2 separate regions of the Sus scrofa genome follow, and region 1 is linked to region 2. A link is a contact called in public HiChIP or PLAC-seq data. All regions are on one chromosome and are shown on one strand. The core of a region is the stretch at or near the end of the contact, and the rest is flanking DNA. Distances in the headings are between cores, read along the strand shown. Region 1 has its middle 16 kb from the start of MAPKAPK2. Region 2 holds the start of IKBKE (inhibitor of nuclear factor kappa-B kinase subunit epsilon).

What was found. HiChIP or PLAC-seq counts read pairs in DNA pulled down with a chosen protein or histone mark.
Region 1: a contact with region 2 is called in an H3K27ac HiChIP or PLAC-seq map of alveolar macrophages. The contact joins the enhancer-like site here to the promoter of IKBKE in region 2. A contact is called at or near these places in 1 of 5 promoter capture datasets (liver), 4 of 47 Hi-C or Micro-C datasets (mesenteric adipose tissue, retroperitoneal adipose tissue, skeletal muscle and 1 more) and 2 of 2 datasets of contacts at active chromatin or transcription factors (alveolar macrophages and skeletal muscle).

The regions. Positions count from the first base shown.
Region 1 is chr9:67,296,197-67,301,708 of Sscrofa11.1, reverse strand. No RefSeq gene overlaps it. Among named protein-coding and RNA genes, the nearest start is that of MAPKAPK2, 16 kb to the left of the region's middle. Within about 2 kb of position 3,423, at least 19 of the 83 cell types and tissues checked have an H3K27ac peak or open chromatin away from gene starts, as enhancers often do. A contact at or near this core is called in alveolar macrophages, liver and retroperitoneal adipose tissue, where this site is marked.
Region 2 is chr9:67,121,121-67,126,990 of Sscrofa11.1, reverse strand. It overlaps IKBKE (inhibitor of nuclear factor kappa-B kinase subunit epsilon), which reads right to left and starts at 3,936. Exons shown (of 22, transcript XR_002335790.1): 1 at 3,490-3,936; 2 at 2,815-2,904; 3 at 624-738.

The DNA.
Region 1 (5,512 bases), core at 2,174-4,673, 180 kb before region 2:
GGTAGCAAAGAGGGCTGTGTGGGCCGGCTTTCCCTGGGCCCTCCCCAGACAGGTCAGGGCCCGAGCAGAGGTGTTTCTTCAAGTTTCAGTGTAATCACAGCTGCCCCGGCCACTGCGCTCCGGCCCCGCGTCACTGCCCAGGAATCTGGTTCTTGTTTACCACCAAGAAGTGTGGTGATTACAGAGCCGAGTGGCCCTCCCCCAGCTTCCCCAGGGAGTGTGGGGTGGGGGAAGCCCAGGGCTTGGAAAGGGAGACATGCTGAGTAGGAAGACCAGAGAGGCTTCCTCACCAGGACCAGTCAGGGAAGGGCCTGGCGGGATACCAGAGCTGAGAAAAGTAAGAGCAGGACAGCAGAAGAAGCAAAGGAAGGTGAACAGGTGAGGACCAGGGGCGAAGAACCAGGAAGAATTGGAGTCAAGAGGACACCACCTATTGTGTTAAGAAAGAATGGAGGAGTTCCCAGAGCTCCCGTTGTGGCACAGTGGTTAACGAATCCGACTAGGAACCATGAGGTTGTGGGTTCGATCCCTGGCCTTGCTCAGTGGGTTAAGGATCTGGCGTTGCCATGAGCTGTGGTGTAGGTTGCAGACGCGGCTCAGATCTGGCATTGCTGTGACTGGGGCGTAGGCCAGCAGCTGCAGCTCCGATTCAACCCCTAGCCTGGGAACCTCCATATGCCATGGGAGCAGCCCTAGAAAAGGCAAAAAGACAAAAAGAAAGAAAAGAAAAGAAAGAACAGAGAGCCCGGGGAGGCCATGAAATCTCTGGGGAGACCTACATCCTGCAAATTTCGCATCCTTCCCTAGTACTTCCCCAGTGCCTACGGTGGATGGAATGGAGGATGGTGGATAAAAGTCACCATAATCACTCCCATTTATCAAGCACTTATTAGGTTTCCAACAAGGTTCTAAGCCCTTGCTCTGTGTTAATCAATTTCCATAGCAACCCCGCAAGGTGGGTGTTACTAATATTCTCCCAGGGGCCCAGAAGAGGAAACTGAGGCCCAGTGTATTTAAGTGATTTAAAGTGAGGACTGGAGGAGTTCCCATTGTGGCTCAGCGGGTTAAGAACCTGATTCGTATCCATGAGGATGTAAGTTCGATCCTTGGCCTTGCTCAGTGGGTTAAGGATCTAGAGTTGCCATGAGCTATGGTGTAGGTTGCAGACATGGCTCGGATTCCACATTGCTGCAGCTGTGGGGCAGGCCGGCAGCTATAGCTTCAATTCTACCCCTAGCTTGGAAAATTTCATATGCCGCAGGTATGGCCCTAAAAAGAAAAAAATAAAAAGTCTAAAAATAAAATAAAGTAAGGACTGGAGTTGGGATTTGAAGGCAGGAAGCTGGGACCCAACCCTCTCTTCTTAAGCACCGTGCTCCCCTGAGCAGGGAGCAGGACCAAGCAGACCACCCAAAGAGGCCACCCAGGAGTTCCCATCATGCCTGTCATGGCTCAGGGGAAACGAATCTGACTAGCATCCATGAGGACACAGCTTCGATCCCTTTCCTCACTCCGTGGGTTAAGGATCCAGTGCTGCCATGAGCTGTAGTGTAGGTCGGGGATGTGGCTCAGATCTGACATTGCTTCGGCTGTGGCGTAGGTCGGCGGCTACAGCTCCATTTTGACCCCTAGCCTGGGAACCTCCATGTGCCACAGGTGTGGCCCTAAAAGACAAAAAAGGTGTGGGGCCACCCAAAGACAGCTTGGGGCATAATATTTTACCCTAGAGTTTCTCTTCCCATGACATGTCCTGCTGACTTCACCCTCATCCCAACTCTGGGAGGGGTCCACAGGTCCCTTTTCCAGGCTCAGAAAAAAATCACAGTGAAGAATTCCTGTCGTGGCGCAGCAGAAATGAATCCGATTAGGAACCATGAGGTTGCCAGTTCGGTCCCTGGCCTTGCTCAGTGGGTTAAGGATCCGGTGTTGCCATGAGCTGCAGTGTAGGTTGCAGACACGGCTCGGATCTGGCGTTGCTGTGGCTCTGGTGTAGGCCGGTGGCTACAGCTCCAATTGGACTCCTAGCCTGGGAACCTCCATATGCCTCGGGCGTGGCCCTAAAAGGACAAAAGACAAAAAAAGAAAAGAAAAAGAAAAAGAAAAATGAGACTCTGATGGTTATGTTTTTCCCCAGCCAAAATTCCAATCATCGATTCATTTGGCTCAAGATCTTGAACTGAAAGTCATTAAAGAAGGGGGTGGGGGGTGGAGGATGAGAACAAGAGCTCAGCATCCCCTTCTCTCTTCCTCTCTCTGCTCCCTGCTCAATGTTTTCTCTCTTCTGTTCCCTCTGCATTTTTCCCGAACGTCGCCCAGATGCGGAGCTATGTCCGAAACTCCAGCTTGCATCATTCACTCCCCACACAACTGTCTGCTCTCTTCTCCCTGGAAGTTGAGCTAACAAGGCAGTCTGAAAATCCGGTCATTTCCACTGTTGTTCAGACTTTCCAGGGGCTGTGGTGCCACAAATGGAAATGTCAACATGGGGCAATGACCGCGCCCTGACGCCCTGTTTTCTCACTACTGTTAAATCCATCGATTCCTGAGAAAGACGAAGGATATGAATAATCAGCCAAGCAGATGGAGTGTCAGGGGGTCAGGCCAGAAGAGAAAGCACAGCTCCCCGCCCCCCAAAAGAAAAGGGAAGAAAGGCATCCGGCCCTGGGAATATCTGCCGTGGGGACAAAACAGGCTCCAGAGAGAGGCGTCAGGCTCAGACCTGGCCTCAGCAGATAAGGTGTGTGGAGAAGAACCAGTTGATCACTGGACCTGTCCTTAAACATCGTCTGCCAGCTGTGGGAAGCTCTCTCTAGGAAATGGGGAAGGAAGTGGTAAGGAAGAACCCTGAGGGGCACACGGAGGAAGAAACACGTCATCAGAATAAAGTTGAAAAATTGGAGTTCCCGCTGTGGTGCAGTGGGTTAGTGATGGGGCTTGTCTCTGTGGAGGTGCCGTTTTGATCCCCAGCTGTGGGTGTAGCTGAAAAAGGAAAAAAAAAAAAAATCATAAGTCCTGGAAACTAGTTATTTAAAGACACTCCTTGGAATTCCTGATGTGGCGTAACGGACCAGCAGCCTCTCTGAGCCACTGGGATGAAGCTGTGACCCCTCGCCCAGCACAGCAGGTTAAGGATCCGGCAGGGCTGCAGCTGTGGTGTAGGTCGCAACCATGGCTCAGATTCCATCCCTTGCCCAGGGACTCCATATGCCATATGCCACGGGGCAGCCAAGAACAAAAATAAAATTAAAAAAAAAAAAAAAAGACACAAGTAAAACACACCACTCATGCGCGCGCGCACACACACACACACACCACACACACACACACACACACACACGCACGCACGGCCTGTGGCTGGGCCTCTGTCTTCTTTGGCTGGCTTCTTTGCCTTTAGGTCTGGTGCAGAAGATGGGGCTAGGCGTTTATCATTGGGCATTTTCGTCAGTTTCACTTCCTGTTTCTCATGCTGAAAGCATAATCATCATCGTAAGGATAATAATAGTTCCTCAGGCTTGCCTCTGCCTCCTATTTATCTAGGGCCTCCCAGAAGCGTGTGTATGAGTGGGAGGGGAACAGTATGGCTTATCGACTCTATTAATCAACAGCTGGGGGTGGAGGCAGGCAGTGGGGGTAAGGGAATGAACAGTGGAAAGTATTCAACTCATTTCTTTTTTCAAGAAGAGGAATCTAAATGGGTTGTAGTTCCCCAAATGGCTCTTCTCCCCTAGAGATGTTTGTCAATCCCTTCTCCCAGGGTCCTCCAAATATAAATCCTTCCCCCAAACTTTCATGCATCCCCATCTAGGAAATCCTTGTGCTCTGGGGCCCAGAGACCTTAAGCTGACTTCCTAGAGTCACACAGCAAGTCAGCCAGAAAGATAGGTCCAGACCAGCCTTCTTGCATCCATTAAAAGCTGTAACCGAGAAGGGAATTTCCAACTCTATGGGGAACTTGCAAAGTTGTTAGGAAAAAACCACAATTATTTCTGCTAAGGAAAAAATATGCATTCCCCTGCAGACTTGAAACCCCAGGACAATAAGAGGGAGGGTGTCCTTACTGGGAATGGGTTGGAACCAGCTGAGATTAGGAGGGGGTAGGGGGAAGAGCCTCCAGACTTTGATCAGGACAAGGGTTCACGGAATGGAAGTATCAGCCCACTGTTTTAATTTTTTACCACCAGTAAAAGGAGCTGTGTTCTGAGGACAAAGGTTGAGCACTTTACAGGCTCTGGGGACACGGATGGGAGTGGAGGTTGAAGGGGGGAGCCATTATCATGATGACAACAGTGAGGTGGTCCTTTCTTTAGATCCTGCCCTCCCCTTGGGGATCTGAGGATAAGTGGTGGGGGGATGGGGAAGCAGGTGGTTCAAGCATCCTTTCCATACAAACAAAAAAGGCAGTTAGGATTTCCTGTGGCGGCTCAGTGGTTAACAAACCCCAACAAGGATCCGTGAGGTTGCAGGTTCGATCCCTGGCCTCACTCCGTGGGTTAAGGATCCCGCAGTTGCTATGAGCTGTGGTGTAGGTCGCAGAAGAGGCTCGGATCTGATGTTGCTGTGGCTGTGGTGTAGGCCGGCAGCTGTAGCTCTGATTTGACCCCTAGCCTGGGAACCTCCATATGCCTTGAGTGCAGCCCTAAAAAGTAAGACAAAAGACAAAAGACAAAAAAAAAAAAAAAAAAAAAAAGGCAGGTAAAGAAAAAATTAAAACCATCAGAGAGAGCCCCTAATTAACTGGCTTAAGATTTTTAAAAGCGAAAGCTTCTTTCTAAAAAAGACGCAAAGACACACACAGACACACACCCCACACCCTGAAGCGCTACCTAACCACACTAAGGCTCAGAGGACACGATATCACACGTTTACTTATTGTGATATTTATTGTCAGATATCTCTTCCTCAAAGGACAGCATAAGCCTGGGGCTGGATGCTGAGTGCCAGGCTGATGATGTGAAAATGAAAAGTTAACTGTGAGCCTGTCAATAATCAACCTGGGGCTGGCAGATGATGAATCCACGCAGGGAGGGAATAATAATAACACCAAACACGCATATAGCAGTCTGTTCTGAGCTCTTTACACATAGCTGCTCGTATAAAACTCACAGCAAGCCTGTGAGACAAGCCGCAACTCTTATGATCTACACGCTTATCATCCACACTTGTTTCAACACTGGCTGTCCTTGCATCTCAGAACCTGTAGAAAAACTGGGATTTTTTATTTTACTATTTTATTTTATTATTTTATTGCTTTTTTAGTGCTACACTCACGGCATATGGAGATTCCCAGGCTAGGGATCGAATCAGAGCTGTAGCTGCCAGCCTACGCCACAGCCACAGCAACACAGGATCTGACATCCAAGCCGCATCCATGACCTACACTATAGCTCATGGCAACACCAGATCCAAGATGCCACAGATCCTATTGCGCCACAACAGGAACTCCATAATTATGCACTTTAAAAAATGGTTTAACGCAGATGCTGTTACATTTAGAATGGATAGACAATGGAGT
Region 2 (5,870 bases), core at 2,687-5,186:
GAACCCAACTAGCATCCATGAGGATGCAGGTTTGATCCCTGGCCTCACTCAGTGGGTTAAGGATCCGGCATTGCTGTGGCTGTGGCATAGGTTGCAGACATGGCTCGGATCCCGAGTTGCTGTGACTGTGGTGTAGACCGGCAGCTGTAGTTCCGATTCGATCCCTAGCCTGGGAACCTCCGTATGCCGCATGTGTGGTCTTAAAAGACAAAACAAAAACAAAACCAAAAAACCAATAGCTTCAATGGCTGCTACTCCTCCCTGGGCTTAGCAGCACCGTTCTGTCTGGCTTCAGTTCTTAAGTTCCATACTGTGCAGTGCGTCTCATGTACTCAGTACGCCTCTCAATAAGAATAAAGGCAGGATAAATCAAACACGTCCCACTTTCCACCTCTGCTATCCCTAGATCTGCTGCCACTTCCCCTGGATGTTGGCTTGCATCTCCTTCCCCTCCTCCCCAACACCCCTAAACCCCGCCTGACAGAAGTGTCATTCCGAGGGTCACCGCACCTCTGCTCGACCTCAGAGTGTGCAGAGCCAAGTCAGAGAGCTCTGCCCAGCTGCACGCCACCCTTGATGCCCACTGGTAAGAGGGGGCCCAGGTGGGCTGGGCTGCACACTACCTTATTTCGGGCCTTGTACACGCTGGCAGTGGCCCCCTGTCCCAGCAGGTCGTCCGTGTGCCACAGGTAATTGACGGTGCTCTGCATCTCCTGCTCCCGGCTGGCTGGCCACCTTCTGCCCAGAAGAAGTACCTGTTGGGGTCCAGGATTCCACCCCTGACCTGGGGCGGATACTGGTGACCCGATTAGTGTAGCAATGCCCGAGGCCACCCTAGGAAGGGCTCCAGGTGGCTATTCCAGTGGCAAGGGGGCAGGGGAGGCACAAAGCACAGAATGTAACTCAGGTAGCTTCCCCCCAAAGAACCACAGCCCCCGGGCCCTGAACCCGCAGCCTGGGCCTGTCCCACAGCAGGGCATTCTAGCCGGCCTTACTCCCTAGATCCCCTTTCAACCCCCTGCCCAGACAGGCCAGGCTGCACAGACAAACCTTTTTCTTTGTCACCTCTCGCAGGCACTGGGAGTTGTGGGTTTTGAGCATCCAGGCCTGGGATTGTCCCAGGAAGCAGAAAGAGTGCTTGAAGGAAGGGCCCCAGGTCAGATCGTGTCAACCACATCACCACAAATCTCCAGGATTGCAACACGAGCCTGGAGCCTCCCCACCACTCGCTGGGGCCCACCACTTCCTGCTGCTGTGAGCTAACAGAGCTTCAGGAGGACAGCCTGGCCAGGTCAGTGCTGCTCTGGAGAGGAAGGTGCTGCTGTGGAGAGGGCTGTGTATGTGTGTGTGTGTGAGTGAGTGTGTGTGTATGAGTGTGTCTGTGTGAGGGCCTGGGGGAGGCAGGAGACCCTCAAATCCAAGGGCTCAGGAGCCCCCAGGAGGATCTGAAACCCCTCTACAACTCTGTTCCCCATCTTTGCCCCCATTCTCTTCTCTCCAAAGGCCAGTTCCACTAAAGCAGTTGGCCAGAGGATGTAGCCTCAGGAGTTAAATTCAGCGCTTTGCTGAAGAGCAGGGCGAGGGCTGGTCTTTATGGGATGACTGGGCATAAGAAGAAGGACCACCCCTTAAATACCCTCAAATCAGGCTGAACTAGACAGGCTGCTGTCTTTTCTCTCATCTTAAAGGTTGTCAACCCTCAGGTCACTATGCCTAGAATCCCACAGTTCCTTAGCTTTAAGCCTTCTTTCAGTAATTTTGTTGTTGTTGTTGTCTTTTTGCCTTTTCTAGGGCTGCTCTGGCGGCATATGGAGGTTCCCGGGCTAGGGGTCTAATTGGAGCTGTAGCCGCTGGCTGACACCAGAGCCACAGCAACTTGGGATCCAAGCCGCGTCTGCAACATACACCACAGCTCATGGAAACGCTGGATCCTTAACCCACGGAGCAAGGCCAGGGATCAAACCTGTAACCTCATGGTTCCTAGTCGGATTTGTTAACCACTGAGCCACGACGGGAACTCCTCAGTAATCTTTTTTTAAAAATTCAAGTCTTGGTGTTTTCTGGTGACGAGATGGGTTAAGGATCTGGCATTGTCACTGCAGCGGCTCGGGTTGCTGCTGTGGCCTGGGTTTGATCCCTGGCCCAGGGACCTTCCATAGGCCTCCGATGCGGCCTGCCTAAATAAATAAATAAATATTCAATAAAATCAAAATCAAAATCTTAGAAGGTCAACTCGAGCCAGAGGTCACTTCAAGAGATCAGAGGTCAATTCCAATTTCAGAAGATAGATTAGTGTTTGCATTTTACAGAAGCACCTGAGGGGCTGGGAAACTCTCTGCAGGAATGAACTGGTGAGGTTTTCCCCTCGAAGGCTGGGGAGGATTTAGCCAGTGGGGCCTGGCAGTGTAAAATCAGGTAGAACATCCTGAAATCAAGGCCTAGGGCCCAGCCAGAGGAGAGGTCACCACCTTCAAAACCCTCCCCAGGGCTGCACTGGGGCAGATGCATAGCTGAAGCTCTGAGGCATGGGCAGTGTGGCACAGAGGGCAGAGCCCTGGACAGGGTAGCACGCCCTGGGCTCTGCTCCTGGCCCTGCTGGGGCTGTGCTTGGGAGCTGATGGACAGTGCAGCTGATCAGCTGTGCGTGCTCTCTGACGCCAGCCCCGCAGCCATTGTGCTGCAAGGGCTCTCACTGTCCTCCAGGGGTATTCAAATGAATGAGGGTGGGTGGTGGAGCCCTGAGCCTGCCGCCCCACCCACCTTCCTTGCCCTCTTCCTCCTCCTCCAGGCTCTACTGTGGCCAGAAGCACTTACCCCGTGCTCTGAGCAGTCCTGGATCAGGCAAAGACTCTCCTGGGCGAGTGTGTGTTATGTTTTCTGTCTGTGGCAAGTCCAGGAGCTGAGCTACACCGGAAAGAAGAGGGCGGATGAGAGGCACCCCTGGGTGCTGTGTGATTCTCAGCCTCCATCAAAGGCGCCCCCTGCGGCCCCAGCCCTTTAACCCTTTCCTGTTTGTCACCCTCCCCTACAGAGCTGGGGGTTTCCAGCCCAACTCGCCAGCTCTAGGAGATTCTCCTGGCCACTCCCACCCCCGCCTCCCAGACCTGGGCCAGTGAGAAGGCCCCCAGGATTGTTGAGGGCAGGCGCCAGAAGCAGAAGAAAAGTACGGAGGCAGAGCTGATTGCTGGCTTCAGGTGTTGGGAAGCCGAGCCTGGGAAAGGAGCACCGTAGGTGGTAGCAGCACTCTTCCACGCACCTACCCCCCCGCCTCCCGCCATGGGCCTCTAAGCAGTCTGGGTACCCACCGGAGATGGAGCACAGGGCATCTCTGGGGGGAGGGGCAGCAGCCGCAGAGAGATGGAGGGAGGGCCATGAGCCTGGGCTGACAGGGCCAGCACCCCGACACTCTGCTAAGTGCTGACCCTGAGCTGCCTGGCCCCCCAGGCTCCCTCATTCAACCCCCCCCCCCAGTGGACTCAGCACACTCACCCCATCTCGGCTGTGGGGCATGCAGGCTTGTGGGACTGCGTGGCGCCCGCAGAGATGTCAGGGCTTTTTGTCATTCATAGGCAGCACTCATTACATCCTGGTGGCCACCAACCCTGGGGATCTGAAGTTGAAGTGGCTCGGTGCCACTCCGGGGAGCTAGGGGAGCTGGGAGCAAAGGCCAGCACTGGCTCAGCTCCCTGCCCGCCGGCTTTCAGCTCTCTCACACTTCCTGATTTCGTTCTTTCTCTCTCTTAAAGAGACAGAGGCAGCTGGGCTGCCGCCACCCCCGGCAGGAAGGAGAAAGAGGATGCTCTGAGTTCCCAAGTGGAGGCCATAGGACCAGGGCGTGAACCACAAAGAGGCTGGGAACTGAGGCTGAGTGGCTGTGGTGGGCTGCGGGGTGCTATTTCTGTATCTCCTGTGGTTCACCCGAGCAGGGAAGTGTAGCGTTCAGCCTGGACTCTACAGAGCAGGTTGGGCCAGTTATCCAAGTGCAGAGCAGCCTGGGAAAACCAACTTCCCACACCCCCAGGAGCCCCAGGGAGGTTCAGAGCCAATGAGCAGCCACTTCTAGGAGAACCTGGCTCTGGCTCATCTTCCCAGTGAGCCTGCAGAGGTCTGAGAGCAAGCACTGGAACCCGGGCCATGCTTCCAGTGTGGCCTTGAGCACAGCACACGACCCCTGCCAGATAGTTTTTTCTCATCCAAGGCATGAGGGTGGTAATGTTGACTCTATTGCTCATGTGGGTGACACGGGACAGTATATTTGGAAATGCACGGGCACCTGGAAAGAGCTTTACAGATGGGCATGGAGGCTCACACACCTGCAGCAGTTTTCCCGTGATCATCAGAGATGGCTGGGGCTGGCACCCAGGTGTGCCAGCTTCCCAGTGGGACTCAATGCCCCAAACCAGGTGTCCTCGGAGGCTGGAAGTCCGTCAGTCCCGCTCTGGTCAGCTCCGAGATGGCAGCTGGATAAGAAGTGGTTAAAGCCAGGAAATTCCATGTTTCAATAGAAAGTCGGAGGGACTTTCCCATGGCCACACCTGGTGGTTTCCTCCGGCAGCCCCACCCCTAGCACAGTGACACCAGAACGGGAGCCCAGTTGAGAACGGCCTTGTGCTCACATTTGCGGATCCGGCACTGGCTGATAAACCACACCCCCTCCGGCAGCCAGAGCTGCTCTCCCAGCAGGCCCAGGAGAAGGAGCATCCTTCAGGCCTGTACTTCAATGGGCTTCCCAGCTTCCCCCTTGCCTGGTGTACGATCGAGCTGCACTTCCTTGGCACCCTCTGATTCAGCGGGGCCATGTGATTTCTTAACCAAAGCATTTAATTGCTGATGCAAGACACTCCCACCACAGACAGTGTGATTCTGGTAGACGTTGTGACTTCCCTCTCGGTCCCAGTCCTTGAGTGCCTGTCGAGCAGAACCCGTCTGCTGGCCCACAGGGGACACGTTGCTTTGGTGAGACATCAACCTTTGTTGTTTTAAGCCACTGAATTGTGCAACCTAACCTACCCTATCGCTAAAGCTCTACTCATTCCCCACCCCCCATGAAACTGCCCAGGGCTCACCAGCACCCCCTATGCCTCAGCGCTCTCTGCAGCAAGCCTGATCCCCTTCCTAGGGCCTCAGGCACCCTCAAAGGCGATGAGCCTGTGTGTCTAGCATTTACTAGGAAGCAGGCACTGTGTGCTAAGGACACAAAGGGGAGACCTAGGCACCCCCCAGAGCTGTTCAGGACAGCATGGTGAATGTTATGAGGTTTGTTTATTTGTTTATTTATTTATTTATTGTCTTTTTGCCTTTTCTAGGGCTGCTCCCACGGCATAAGGAGGTTCCCAGGCTAGGGGTCCAATCAGAGCTGTAGCCACCGGCCTATACCACAGCCACAGCAACGCGGGATCCAAGCCGCATCTGCAAACTGCACCACAGCTCACGGCAACGCTGGATCCCTAACCCACTGAGCAAGGCCAGGGATCGAACCTGCAACCTCATGGTTCCTAGTTGGATTCATTAACCACTGCACCAAGATGGGAACTCCTGTTATGAGGTTTATACTGCAGCAGGGAGTGACTCTGTGAACCTGGCAGAGGGGGATGGCTGGGGCGGGGGGGTGCTGCTGACCAAGAAGGGCTTGTGAGGAGAAAAGATACTCAACCAAGCTTGAGAGGGAGGTAGGTTCGGCCGAGAAGAGGTCAGAGGTGTGAGCTTCCAGGCTGTGGGAAAAATGCACAGCTGGGAGGTGAGCTGGTGACCAAGTTTTGCTGGGCATCTTCTGTGAGGTCACATCCTCTGTGTGGACAAAATGAGCACATGTCTTGTCTGTGGTTTTAAGCTGCTGGTCCCAGCTGGGCTGCACGGCCCTTATTTCATTT